Regions from separate parts of the Triticum aestivum genome. Here region 1 is linked to region 2. A link is a contact called in public Hi-C data. All regions are on one chromosome and are shown on one strand. Each heading gives the region's core, a stretch centred on a gene start, on an enhancer-like site or on the middle of the called end of the contact. The rest is flanking DNA. Distances are from core to core; before and after follow the strand shown.

Region 1 (6,202 bases), core at 2,786-5,285, 200 kb after region 2:
GAACGGCTGCAGACGCGCGCGGCACACGGTGTGCGGGCGGCCAAGGCAGCAGGCGAGCGCGGGCTGGCAGGCAGGGGTGCACGCGGACGGGGCCCTACTCAGGCTAGTGCGCACGGACGCGAAGCTTCGGCCATGGCGACCGAAGCACGGGGACGACGATACGGTGACAAAGCAAGGGGGTAGTAGGGGGAATGGAGGATCAACTCACCGGGAGGTCGTAGACGAGCTCGAGATGGCCGGGGAGGCCCGGTGGTGGAGATCGATGGCGGGGACGCGCGACGACCGTGGCGGGAAGAAGAGGCGATGGCGAGGCTACGCGGTGTCCTAGCTTGAGCTGGCCCCCGGGACGGACGAAGGAGAGAGTGGCGGTCCTCCTGGACGTCCCCAGGTGGCGTAGGGAGCTTCCGGTGCGCGCGAACGACGACGGCACGGCGACGGTGGCGTCGGGTGTGGATGGGGAAGAGAGCAGCGGCGCGTGTGGGGAGAAAGGGGGAAGCTAGGGTTCGTCGGGGGCGTGGGCGTGTTCTTATACATCTCTAGGGGTTCGCCGGATGCACGACACGGCGGCAAGGATGGCCATGGAGGCGGGGATGGCCGCCACGCACAAGCCTCTGCCTCCTCTCTGTACTGTACAGAGGAGGGAGAAAAAGGCTGGTGGTGGGCTTGGGCTGCCCACTGTAGCACTAGGCCTATAGTGCACGGTGGTCTTCCTCTTTTGTTTATTTTTCTTTTATATTTTTTGTCTTGTAATTTTCTTCATCGCTTTGTATTTTAATTTAATACCCCAAAAGTTTTCTTGAAACTAAAACTTGTCACATAACTAGTACGCAATGTTTTGAGCTAGCACACAAGATTTCAAGTGATTTGGAAAATACATAAACATTTGTTTATTTTTAAAAGGCTATTTTAGTTGTTGCTGGGCCACTTGAAATTTTACTAGGGACTAATCGGTGAGTCAAATGATGTTAGTTTCTACATGTCAATTAGTGAAAAATTTGCAACATCTCGAACATTTTTAGTTCTTATATTTGAAAACTTTTGTTGTTTGCCTATATTTTAAATTTGAATTTGAATCGTTTTGAACTAACGCGAGTTTATCTACAGTAACCGAGATGACATGGCATCAGTAGCAGAGGTTTACCGTAGCTTAATTATCCGGGCGTCACATAGGCATCACGTCCACGACAAGTAGATCGAAACGATTCTGCCTCTACTACTATTACTCCACACATCGACCGCTATCCAGCATGCATCTAGAGTATTAAGTTCATAAGAACAGAGTAATGCTTTAAGTAAGATGACATGATGTAGAGGGATAAACTCATGCAATATGATATAAACCCCATCTTGTTATCCTCGATGGCAACAATACAATACGTGCCTTGTTGCCCCTGCTGTCACTGGAAAAGGACACCGCAAGATTGAACCCAAAGCTAAGCACTTCTTCCATTGCAAGAAAGATCAATCTAGTAGGCCAAACCAAACTGATAATTCGAAGAGACTTGCAAAGATAACCAATCATACATAAAAGAATCCAGAGGAGATTCAAATATTGTTCATAGATAATCTTGATCATAAACCCACAATTCATCGGATCTCGACAAACACACCGCAAAAGAAGATTACATCGAATAGATCTCCAGGAAGATCGAGGAGAACTTCGTATTGAGATCCAAAGAGAGAGAAGAAGCCATCTAGCTAATAACTATGGACCCGAAGGTCTGAGGTAAACTACTCACACATCATCGGAGAGGCTATGGTGTTGATGTAGAAGCCCTCCGTGATCAATGCCCCTCCGGCGGAGCGCCGGAAAAGGCCCCAAGATGGGATCTCACGGGTACAGAAGGTTGCGGCGGTGGAAATAGGGTTTTGGCTCCGTATCTGATGTTTCAGGGTATATGGGTATATATAGGAGGAAGAAGTACGTCGGTGGAGCAACGTGGGCCCCACGAGGGTGGAGGGCGCGCCTGGGGGGGGGTAGGCGCGCCCCCTGCCTCGTGGTCTCCTCGTTGATTGCTTTACGTAGACTCCAAGTCCTCTGGATCACGTTTGTTCCGAAAATCACGTTCTCGAAGGTTTCATTCCGTTTGGACTCCGTTTGATATTTTTTTTTGCGAAACACTAAAATAGGAAAAAGCAACAATTTGGGTTGGGCCTCCGGTTAATAGGTTTGTCCCAAAAATAATATAAAAGTGTATAATAAAGCCCATTAAACATCCAAAACAATATATAATATAGCATGGAACAATAAAAAATTATAGATACGCTGGAGACGTATCATTATGCGGTTTGACCGATAAAGATCTTCGTAGAATATGTAGGAGCCAATATGAGCATCCAGGTTCCGCTATTGGTTATTGACCAGAGATGTGTCTCGGTCATGTCTACATAGTTCTCGAACCTGTAGGGTCCGCACGCTTAACGTTCGATGACGATCGGTAGTATGAGTTTATGTGTTTTGATGTACCGAAGATAGTTCGGAGTCCCGGATGAGATCACGGACATGACGAGGAGTCTCAAAATGGTCGAGACATAAAGATTGATATATTGGACCATGTTATTCGGACACCGAAAGTGTTCCGGGTAAAATCGGAGTGCCGGAGGGGTTATAGGAACCCCGGGGGGAATTAATGGGCCACCATGGGCCTTAGTGGAGAGAGAAGAGGGCAGCCAGGGCAGCCCCCCCTTGGAGTCCGAATAGGACAAGGGAAGGGGGGGGGGGCTTTCCTTCTCCCTCTCTCCCTCTCCTTCCTTCCCCCTCTCTTCTCTTGTTGGGAACCTACTAGGAATATGATTCCTAGTAGGAATCCTACTTGGGGCACACCCTATGAGGGCCGGCCGGCCTCCCCCTTCTCCTTTATATACGGGGCAGGGGGGCACCCTAGAACACACAAGTTGACAGTTGTCTTAGTCGTGTGCGGTGCCCCCCACAGATTTTCACCTCGGTCATATCGTTGCAGTGCTTAGGCGAAGCCCTGCGCCGGTAACTTCATCATCACCGTCACCACGCCGTCGTGCTGACGAAACTCTCCCTCGACCTCAACTGGATCAAGAGTTCGAGGGACGTCACCGAGCTGAACGTGTGCAGATCGCGGAGGTGCCGTGCGTTTGGTACTTGGATTGGTCGGATCGTGAAGACGTACGACTACATCAACCGCGTTGTCATAACGCTTCCGCTTTCGGTCTACGAAGGTACGTAGACAACACTCTCCCCTCTTGTTGTTATGCATCACCTAATAGATCTTACGTGTTCGTAGGAAATTTTTAAAATTACTGCGTTCCCCTACAGCTGAGCCATTATGCGCCACCACCCACTTCGGAGAACTGCTTGGGATCCGTCGGATCTGCTCATATCGCCATGATGTGAGGGGAATGGAGGAGCAGGGGAAGAGAAAAGAAAACCTCGGAAGACAGAGGAGTGGGGGTGTTCGCGACGTTTGTCTTTTTTCCTGAACGAACAAATTCATTTGCTGACGCGGCTGATCTCCCATGCTCCAAGATTCGTGCCTCAATCCAACAGTAAACGAGACGTTTGCCTGCAAAGTCCAAAAATCTAAAGTCTTCAAGTTTCTAGCTTTTGTGCCAAACATAAGAGTACTCGGTAGTCGGTACTTCAGACGAGCGACGATCTCTTTTGTAAGTTCAAATTCGTATTTCAAATCCCATCTCGAGAACAACAAAACCTTGGGTTTTAAAAAGTCCAAAGGATCCCAGAAAAAGAGAAAAAAAAACCCAATAACAACAGACCAAGCAAAGCTGGTGACCACACCACACCAACCAGCTCCCCTCCCCAGCGTCAGCGCTCAGTTGCCGCAGTGGAAGCAGATCGCGTGCGCCTCCAGGAAAGCCGCACGCTGCCACCACCCGTTTCACCACCGCACCTAAGTTTTTTTTTCTTCCCACCTCACGCCCGCTGCCTTCTTCCCTCTTCCCTCTTCCCACCGGCCACCGCTTCCCTTTCCTTTCCCCTGGCCCCTCCCCGAGAGCAATAAAAACTCCCGCAGAAAGCGAAACACGCCGCAGTTATTCCCGCCCGCCACACGTAACCCGTCTCACCGTCCCCCCATTTCAAATCACCGCCGCCGACCGACGGGTGGGCCGCGCGGGGGTACTACCCCGGCAGCTCAGCGTAACTGCGCCGCCACGTGGTCAACGTGGTCCCCACCTACGCTGCGTCGAGCAAGGGGTAGCAGTACAGCCTCCTCCGCCTCCTCCTTCCTCCCCGTGCTGCTGCGCTGCTTCTTCTGCGGCGTGGCGTCTCGCTTTTAAAATCTCGCGACGCAGCGGCCTCTCTTCTCTTTTGGATTGAATGGAGCAGGCCATGTGAAGCCTCTGACCTTCGGATACCTACCCCTCCCTCCGCCTCGCTCGCCCGTCCGCGCCGCGCCGCGCCCCACCGCCGCGTGCGTGCGTGCGTGCGTCGCCTTGCGGGCGAGATCCGCGATGTCCTCGCGGCCGTCCTCGTCGTCCTCGTCGAGGCGGAGCAGCTCGCCCTTCTCCGCGGGGAGCCGCCGCCCGCCGACCTCCTCCTCCTCCTCCAGCTCCTACATGGCCGGGCGGCTCATCCCCCGCTCCTCCTCCTCCGTCTCCTCGTACGGCGGCGGCGGGGGCTCGAGGTCCACCACCCCCGGACGCCGGTCCGCCCCCGCCCCGCCGCCGCCTCCTGCTCCGGTGCCGTTCCCTAGCGCGGACGAGCTCGTCATTGAGGACACCTCCCGATCAGGCGACAGCATCTCCGTCACCATCCGCTTCCGGCCACTCAGGTGGGGATCTGGGAGGGGGCTGCGGGGATCTGCCTGCGGGAGCTGTTGCTATGGGTTTCTGCCGGGGCGCGGTCGCCAGTATTCCGACTGATTTGAGCTGGATTCGATGTGGTTGCAGCGAACGGGAGATCCAGCGCGGCGACGAGATCACGTGGTATCCCGACGGGGATCGGCTTGTGCGGTGTGACTACGTCCAGCCATCGGCTTATGGTTATGGTAAGCAGCTACGCTTTGTTGCTCCGTTGGTTTATTTGGGATTTGGCAATGTAGGTTGTGGGATTGGTGATTTGGCAAGTTAGGTACCTGACTAGTAGTTTTGAGCTATCTGTGATTTGGGGGCTTGGATTCTTCATGCAAATTTTGAGGATGATATCGGTTCGGCTATTGAATGCAATTCTTTCTCCAGGGTACATTGGTGAAATATGCATGTTTACACAGTCACATACACACTTTAACTGATATATGCATGTTTATACATAGTCACATACACGTTTTACACCATAAGTGAGGCACTACTGAAATTAGTACGGAGTCGGCTAGTATTGTGGGCTGACAGAATTCATAAGAGCCAAGACAAGGGAGGATGAACTGAAAATTTTAGTCCTGGTTCACATTTCTAGAGGCAGCTGATATTGTTTAGTCGACAGCTAGTAATTTTTCACGAGGTTGACTTCAGTATGCTGCGAAGACTGTTTTTATGGAGATTGCAGAAGACTGTTTGCTCTCAATTGCCCTCACTAAGTATGCTGTGAATTTCAGTTAAGAATTTCAGATGACTTGACAGTGAGATCTACGGTTTACATAAGCAATGCTAGTACAGGTCCCATGGCCCAATTTGTCCACAACCAGTGGATGTTTGAAGGCTTGTTCAAGCTATAGATACAGAGTATTTGTGAAGGGAAACATTGGTGTTGGCTGGTAATTTGAGAACGGGCACATGCCAGCCAGATACCTGGAGTAGTTAAGAACATATATATCATCAGTTTGTGGCTTTTTGGGCGTGGATAATTTTTGCCGCTTCTACATTATATATACCTGAGAGAGAAGTTCCAATTCTCACTGTATGATTTCACTACTTGTGTATTATACAACGTATGTGCATATGGATATTTTGACTTATCCTTCTTTTGTATGTGCTTATTTGTTAAGTACAATGAATAGTATGGAGTGCATTATGATATTATCTGATCTATGTTATTAAAAGGCACAGTGATAAGACAGTCTTATGCCCACACATTTACACATAGCCTATGAAGCCTATGATTTAGAACGGCGTTTTGAAATCTAGACTGAAGATGGGCGTACTTCACATTCACACATAGCCTACGAAGCCTATGATATAAATACAGTTTATGAGATCCTTTTGCTCACAAGAGTGTCCAATGCGGGCATGAAACCATAACAAAGCTTATCCAGAGGCAAGGATGCTGTTTCCTCTG
Region 2 (5,542 bases), core at 2,161-4,660:
CCTACAACATCAAATATATACACAAAGAAACTAAATTTCATGAGGAATCTAACAATATTGATTTGGCATTGTGAATGTTGATACTTTTTTTCAGAAGTGTGGTTAAAGTAGAGATACTTTGACTACGAACAAAACTTATATGCAGACTAAAATGGACCGGAGAGAGTACATGCTACGAACTAGAGATCAGATCGAGCAGAAAGAAACCAGGCGTGATGGTGTGCGCGATCGATTGGCATCGGAGCGAGCGACTCCTCGCCTCACATTTCGTTCTCACGGGCGCAGTGGCCGGCGCCAACGAGGGGCCCCTAGGTGCTGCAGAAAGAAACAAGGCCTCAGTGGACTTTGGTACTGGTACTTTCAGCCAGGGTCCGGCGGCAGGGCAGGTTCAACAGGGGAAATGATGATGCAGGTAGCTGCAGGCGTGGGAGCAGCTATTTCTTGGCGTGCTGCTGGATCTCATGGCTGACGGATCATTTCAATTTCCAGGGAAAAGCAAAAGCGAGGCCTACACTACATCGATCTAGTGCTTTCGCCTTTTTCTCTGACGCTCGCTGGCGATGGCGATCAGGACGCGGAGTTTCTGCACCGAGCTCAAATGAGCTCCGGTGAACAGTAAAATCAAAACTAAATAAAAAAAATCCAATTTTTTTGAAAGAAATATTGACAAAAGTTCTAAGTGCTTGCAAAAATTCGTCATGAAATCACATTCCTAGAAGGCATGGCAAAAAAACAAAAACAGTACTCTGAAAAAGCTACTTTCAAAAGCATTTTGAAGCACTGAATTTATTTATTTTTGCCACGCCTTACAGGATTGTGATTTCATGATAAATTTTTACAGGCACTTGGAACTTTTGTCAATGTTTCTCTAAAAAAAAATTGGAATTTTTTGAATTTTTTTGATTTTTTTTCGTTTTACTGTTCACCGAGCTAAAATGAGCTCGGGAGCATAATCAAGGCTACTCCTACATGTACCGATCGACACACTACGAACTTACGAAGGATCACGTCTGGAGAGCGCATCTTGGTCAATGCACACCGGCAGTTTTAACGCGGAACAAGGGGGGGTGCTGTCTAGTCCGCAATGCTCCGTCGGGCATCGACCAAATGACTAGAGCAGCGGTGGAATGTGCCATTCGGCGACGGGCTTATTCAGACTGAACCAAACCGACGGTTCAGAGCAAAAGCAGCCATAGATAGCTTACTGTAGGAACAGTTGCTGCCACTTTCGTCCATGGATCGATCCAACCATCCGTGTAGTGCAGGTCACACAAAGGCCCTAGGAGCTAGGCTAACCTCGCACAAAGCCCTCAGCAGCTCTCGCTAGCTAGCTCCTTGGCTTGGCTAGAGCACGAAACGACGGGGAAAAGCAGCGGCGTGCGAGAGGTTTTGCTTGCCCCTCGCCTCTCCCTCATCGCGAGATGACATGCGAACCTGTCTGTTTATCCGCTGCCGGGGTAACTCCGCGCCGGGCGCACGGCATTCCTCCAGTACCGTTCCGCTCCCGCCCTACGGCTACGAAGTGTCAGTGGGTAGTCAAGGAAGGCATCGTCTGAAACGTGCGCCGCCGATCATACCATGCCTATTCGCGATAGGAAGTTAAGCTTGCAGAAGAATGTAACACTCGATCTGATCTCCGCTGCAGCTGCTGCCCATCTGATTTTCTTCAGATGCGCTGCGCCTTTTGCTTCAGATGCTTCTGCACACTGAATTATTCGCAGAGTGTAAAGCGCACGTGGATTAGTGGGCGAAACTATCGTCTGGATCGTGAGATCTGTGATCTGTCGCACAAAGATTATTCCGCGGACAATTGTCGGTCCACGGTGCAAGCACAGTCTTTTAATCGCGGTGTCAGCGGCTAAGCTAACCTAGGTTACGTACGTTCTTCAGAGAAAAGCCGCTTTGTCAAATCCGGGCATCGCTTTACGCACACAAGACGTGTGCGATTCTTCCAACTTTTTTTTTTCAGGGAAAGATGATGATTTCTTCGATCTGGCCCGCAGAGCATTTAAGGAAGAGGCTTTTGCGATTAATTAGCCACAGAATGATTGGCGGCATCATCGCGAAAAAATTATGATTGGATGTAGCACTCATACATGCTGTCTGGTCGAGAAGGACACAGTTTGCTGCACACTCTCTGTTGTTCAGATTTCAAACCGGTGATGTTCGTTTCAGCCGTTCATCGATCTGATCTCCCGGTATTCGTCAATCAGCATTCATTGCAGTAGATTCAAGCTCCCATCACTGGATTCGTCGATTTCGACGGCTTGATCGCATTATCCACATGGAAGGGAGGTGGAGTGTCGATGCCACTGTCATGAAGTGAATGTGTACATGGCCATTTCTCCATTCATTTGATACTGAATACTACCTGCTGTTCCAAGTCAGAGAGGTATTAAAAAGGTAACCAAACAACGATTTGAACAAGTGGAGGTTGTGAGGGCAGGTGACTACTGACTACCATGATCTGGACATTGCCAAAACCACACACCAGTAATCCAGCACGAACAGGTGTACAGTCGTGCTGCAAAACCAACACGGCACATGACAGGATCAAGTGGACAGGCCCTAACTCTTTTTTATTTTCCTCTGATTGAGTCTTATTAACTCTCTAGGCAGGTATACACTATACAATACGTCGTTAGCAGTGTAGGAGCTCCAGTACTTATTGAGTGCTAACTGCATCAGTTAGTTCTCAATGCATCTACTAGTAGCACGGTAAAAACCAAGGACAATGGCTCGGTGTGCTAGGGTAAATAATTTTGTTGTGCGACCATGGATGTAGTAGCATGGTTAGGAACCTTCGGGTTCAGAAGAGTGAAAGATCGCCTGATTGCGCGCCCCCCTACATGCATGGCCGACACCGGGTGATATCATATTGTACTATTTCCTCGATCAAACTGCACGCGCATGGTTCCAAACACCGGGTGATATCATGCAATAATTTAACAACAGCATCATTTGACCGGGGGATCCGATTAAACAAGGAGCAATGATCAACGTCGCGCCAGCACAATAACGGAGCAAAATGCCAGTACTACGTTGATTGAAACGACAATTTGCATGCCGGGGTCACGCTCACGCCGCATTGTTTGATCGATGAAAAACGATGGTTTCAGAAACTTAGTGAAGATATTCTCTTCAGTTTGGCAGTTACCTGATGAAGCGCCCGCTCCACTCCACTGCTTGTTTGCTTGTCTTCTTAAACTAATGCTACGATCATCACTCGTTTAATTCAGGGATTTCTTGATGACGCGATCTCGATCCCCTCCATGTCCTGTGATTAGTCGGCGTGCATTATTGAAGAGCAGTTGGGGAGAGAAAGATGCCTCGAGAAGTGGAGGAAGCCATTGACCTCGATCCGTCGCCTCATGTGCTCTGTTACTTCGGCTATATAGATAGACGGCTCCGTCCACACCCACTCCATCCCGCCCATCCCACTGCTCCTTCCTCCTCGCCTTCGACCTCCATTGACACCACCTGCATTTCCACTCCCCGTTCCTGTTCCTGCAACCCGAATGCGCTTCCATTTCTCCTCTGCTCCAACCCTAGAGTGATCACTCCTGTTCTTGAGATCGTTAGAGCTGGGCACCATTCCCCTTCCGATTCCTTAGCCAAACCTTGGGAAAAAACCTGCGAATCATGTAGAGCACACCATCTCCAGCATCGACCCAGATCCAACCCAGAAAACCACAAAAAAATCAGTCACTTCCCTCCTAGTTTCAAAAGGTTGCAGAGTTGCATATCTAGTAGGCTGGATTCACCCGCACCGAGTCCTTAGCACGAAATCTAGAAAAGCCTCCATATCATGTAAATTTGTCCGCCGTCTTTTCTTGCCACCCAGCCCAAAAAATCAACAAAAAAAAAGTTGACAGAAACTCCAATCATGTATCGCTAGTCGTAGCCATCAGTCGCGGTCCTGTGATCCTGCTGGAGATAATCCGTCCATTGCCGTAGCATCATCACCTTCGCAAAAACCGTCAAATCATGTAGTTAGTGAGCCTCCTATCTCCATTCCACCACCGCATTCGTCTTGAAAAAACCCGAAAAAAAGAGAGGGAGAAGAGGGGGTTGGCAGCTTGATTAGCAGAGTGGTGTGATGGAGGCGGCGGCGGCTGGGGCGGAGACGCCGAACCTGTCGGCGCCGGCGACGCCGGGCACGCCGGCGCCGCTGTTCGCGGGGCCGCGGGTGGACTCGCTGTCGTACGAGCGCAAGTCGATGCCGCGGTGCAGATGCCTGCCGGTGGACGCGTGGATGTCGCCCAACGCCTGCGTCCTGGAGATCCCCGCGCCGGACGTCTCGCTCCCCCGCAAGGTATGCCGGACGTCGCGCTCGCGGCCATGCACGTGCACATTGTCACGCTATATTCGGTCTCTCTCTCTCTCTCTCTCTCTGCACTATATTTATTTTTACTCTTCGGTTGGTCACGCCATGGATATGAGTATTGCTGTTATTGTGAGGTTTTTCTTTTCCCGAGTTCCGTATCTGGAAATGGATTTCTCTTCCTTTCCGGAACTGTGCAGGAGACATTCTGCAGTCCAGCTACCGTATGTAGTACGGGACGGTCCAATGTTATACATGCACGCAGAGACAACAAAACACGGCCAGTTTCAGGACGTATGGCCCTGCTCGTGTACAGCACACACCGCAACAGTACAAAAGTTCGTGTCTGGCTCTACGCAGTCATGACTCTAAAGAATCTTTGTTTCTTTGAAATTATTCAACGTTCCGTTCATCGTTCGGCCCCCAAACCCAATGGCATCATCCAACCAGCATTAGTTTCTTTTTTGCGGTAAACTTTATGCACTGTTTTAGAGAGGCTAATAGTGTTGCCCATGAGCTAGCTCAATTTAGTTTGTATAATAAACTTTCTAGTATTTGGGATGGTGATCCCCCTAGTTTACTCCTTGATAAACTAGCCGATGACATAAATATTTTGTTGAGTTAATAAAGCAAGCCATTATGGGCTTCCTTCAAATAAAAAGCATTAGTTTCTTTTTTGCGGTAAACCAGCATTAGTTTGAAGTAATAATATTGCCTAACAACCCGGATAGCCACTCTCTAGTGAACTCGAGGGGAAATAATTTGCGGAGATCTTAAAATATATCAGGAACACATCACTTAATCACTTAACAATAGAAATAGTACAAACTAGATTTGACGCAAACCAATCCAATCTATTCTGACGTCTCAAAAATTAAGTTGAATGGCTGAAAACATGGTCTTCATTGAAAATTTTGCCCTTTAATATCACCATGCTCCTTTTCTTAAAGAATAGTATGGGAAAAAACTTCTATATCAATTTCTTCTAAGAGTATTAAATTATAGGGGAAACTCTTCGTACGATATTTGTGGTTGTAGCATTTTCTTTTGAAGTCATGAAAATTGTGTGAACTTCACAAATTTTCGGTAAAAAGAACACAGAGGAGAGTTCTAGATTGATCGGTGGCATTATGCTTTGTACACTTATTATGTATATACACTCTCCATTTCTTTTTATAAGGTGTTTTTTTCAAAAAGAAAGTTCTTTCTTAACAGAGT

Evidence for each region. Hi-C and Micro-C count contacts between places; a contact is called where the count stands out from the background.
Region 1: a Hi-C map of leaf shows a contact between it and region 2, with 5 times the contacts expected there. The contact joins the promoter of LOC123181294 here to the promoter of LOC123181293 in region 2. A contact is called at or near these places in 2 of 5 Hi-C or Micro-C datasets (both in leaf).

What each region holds. Positions count from the first base shown.
Region 1 is chr1D:252,999,435-253,005,636 of IWGSC CS RefSeq v2.1, forward strand. LOC123181294 (kinesin-like protein KIN-7K, chloroplastic) reads left to right here and starts at 4,036. Exons shown (of 25, transcript XM_044593553.1): 1 at 4,036-4,763; 2 at 4,882-4,979. The coding sequence starts at 4,444.
Region 2 is chr1D:252,799,942-252,805,483 of IWGSC CS RefSeq v2.1, forward strand. It overlaps LOC123181293 (aquaporin NIP3-1), which reads left to right and starts at 3,411. Exons shown (of 4, transcript XM_044593550.1): 1 at 3,411-4,315. The coding sequence starts at 4,100.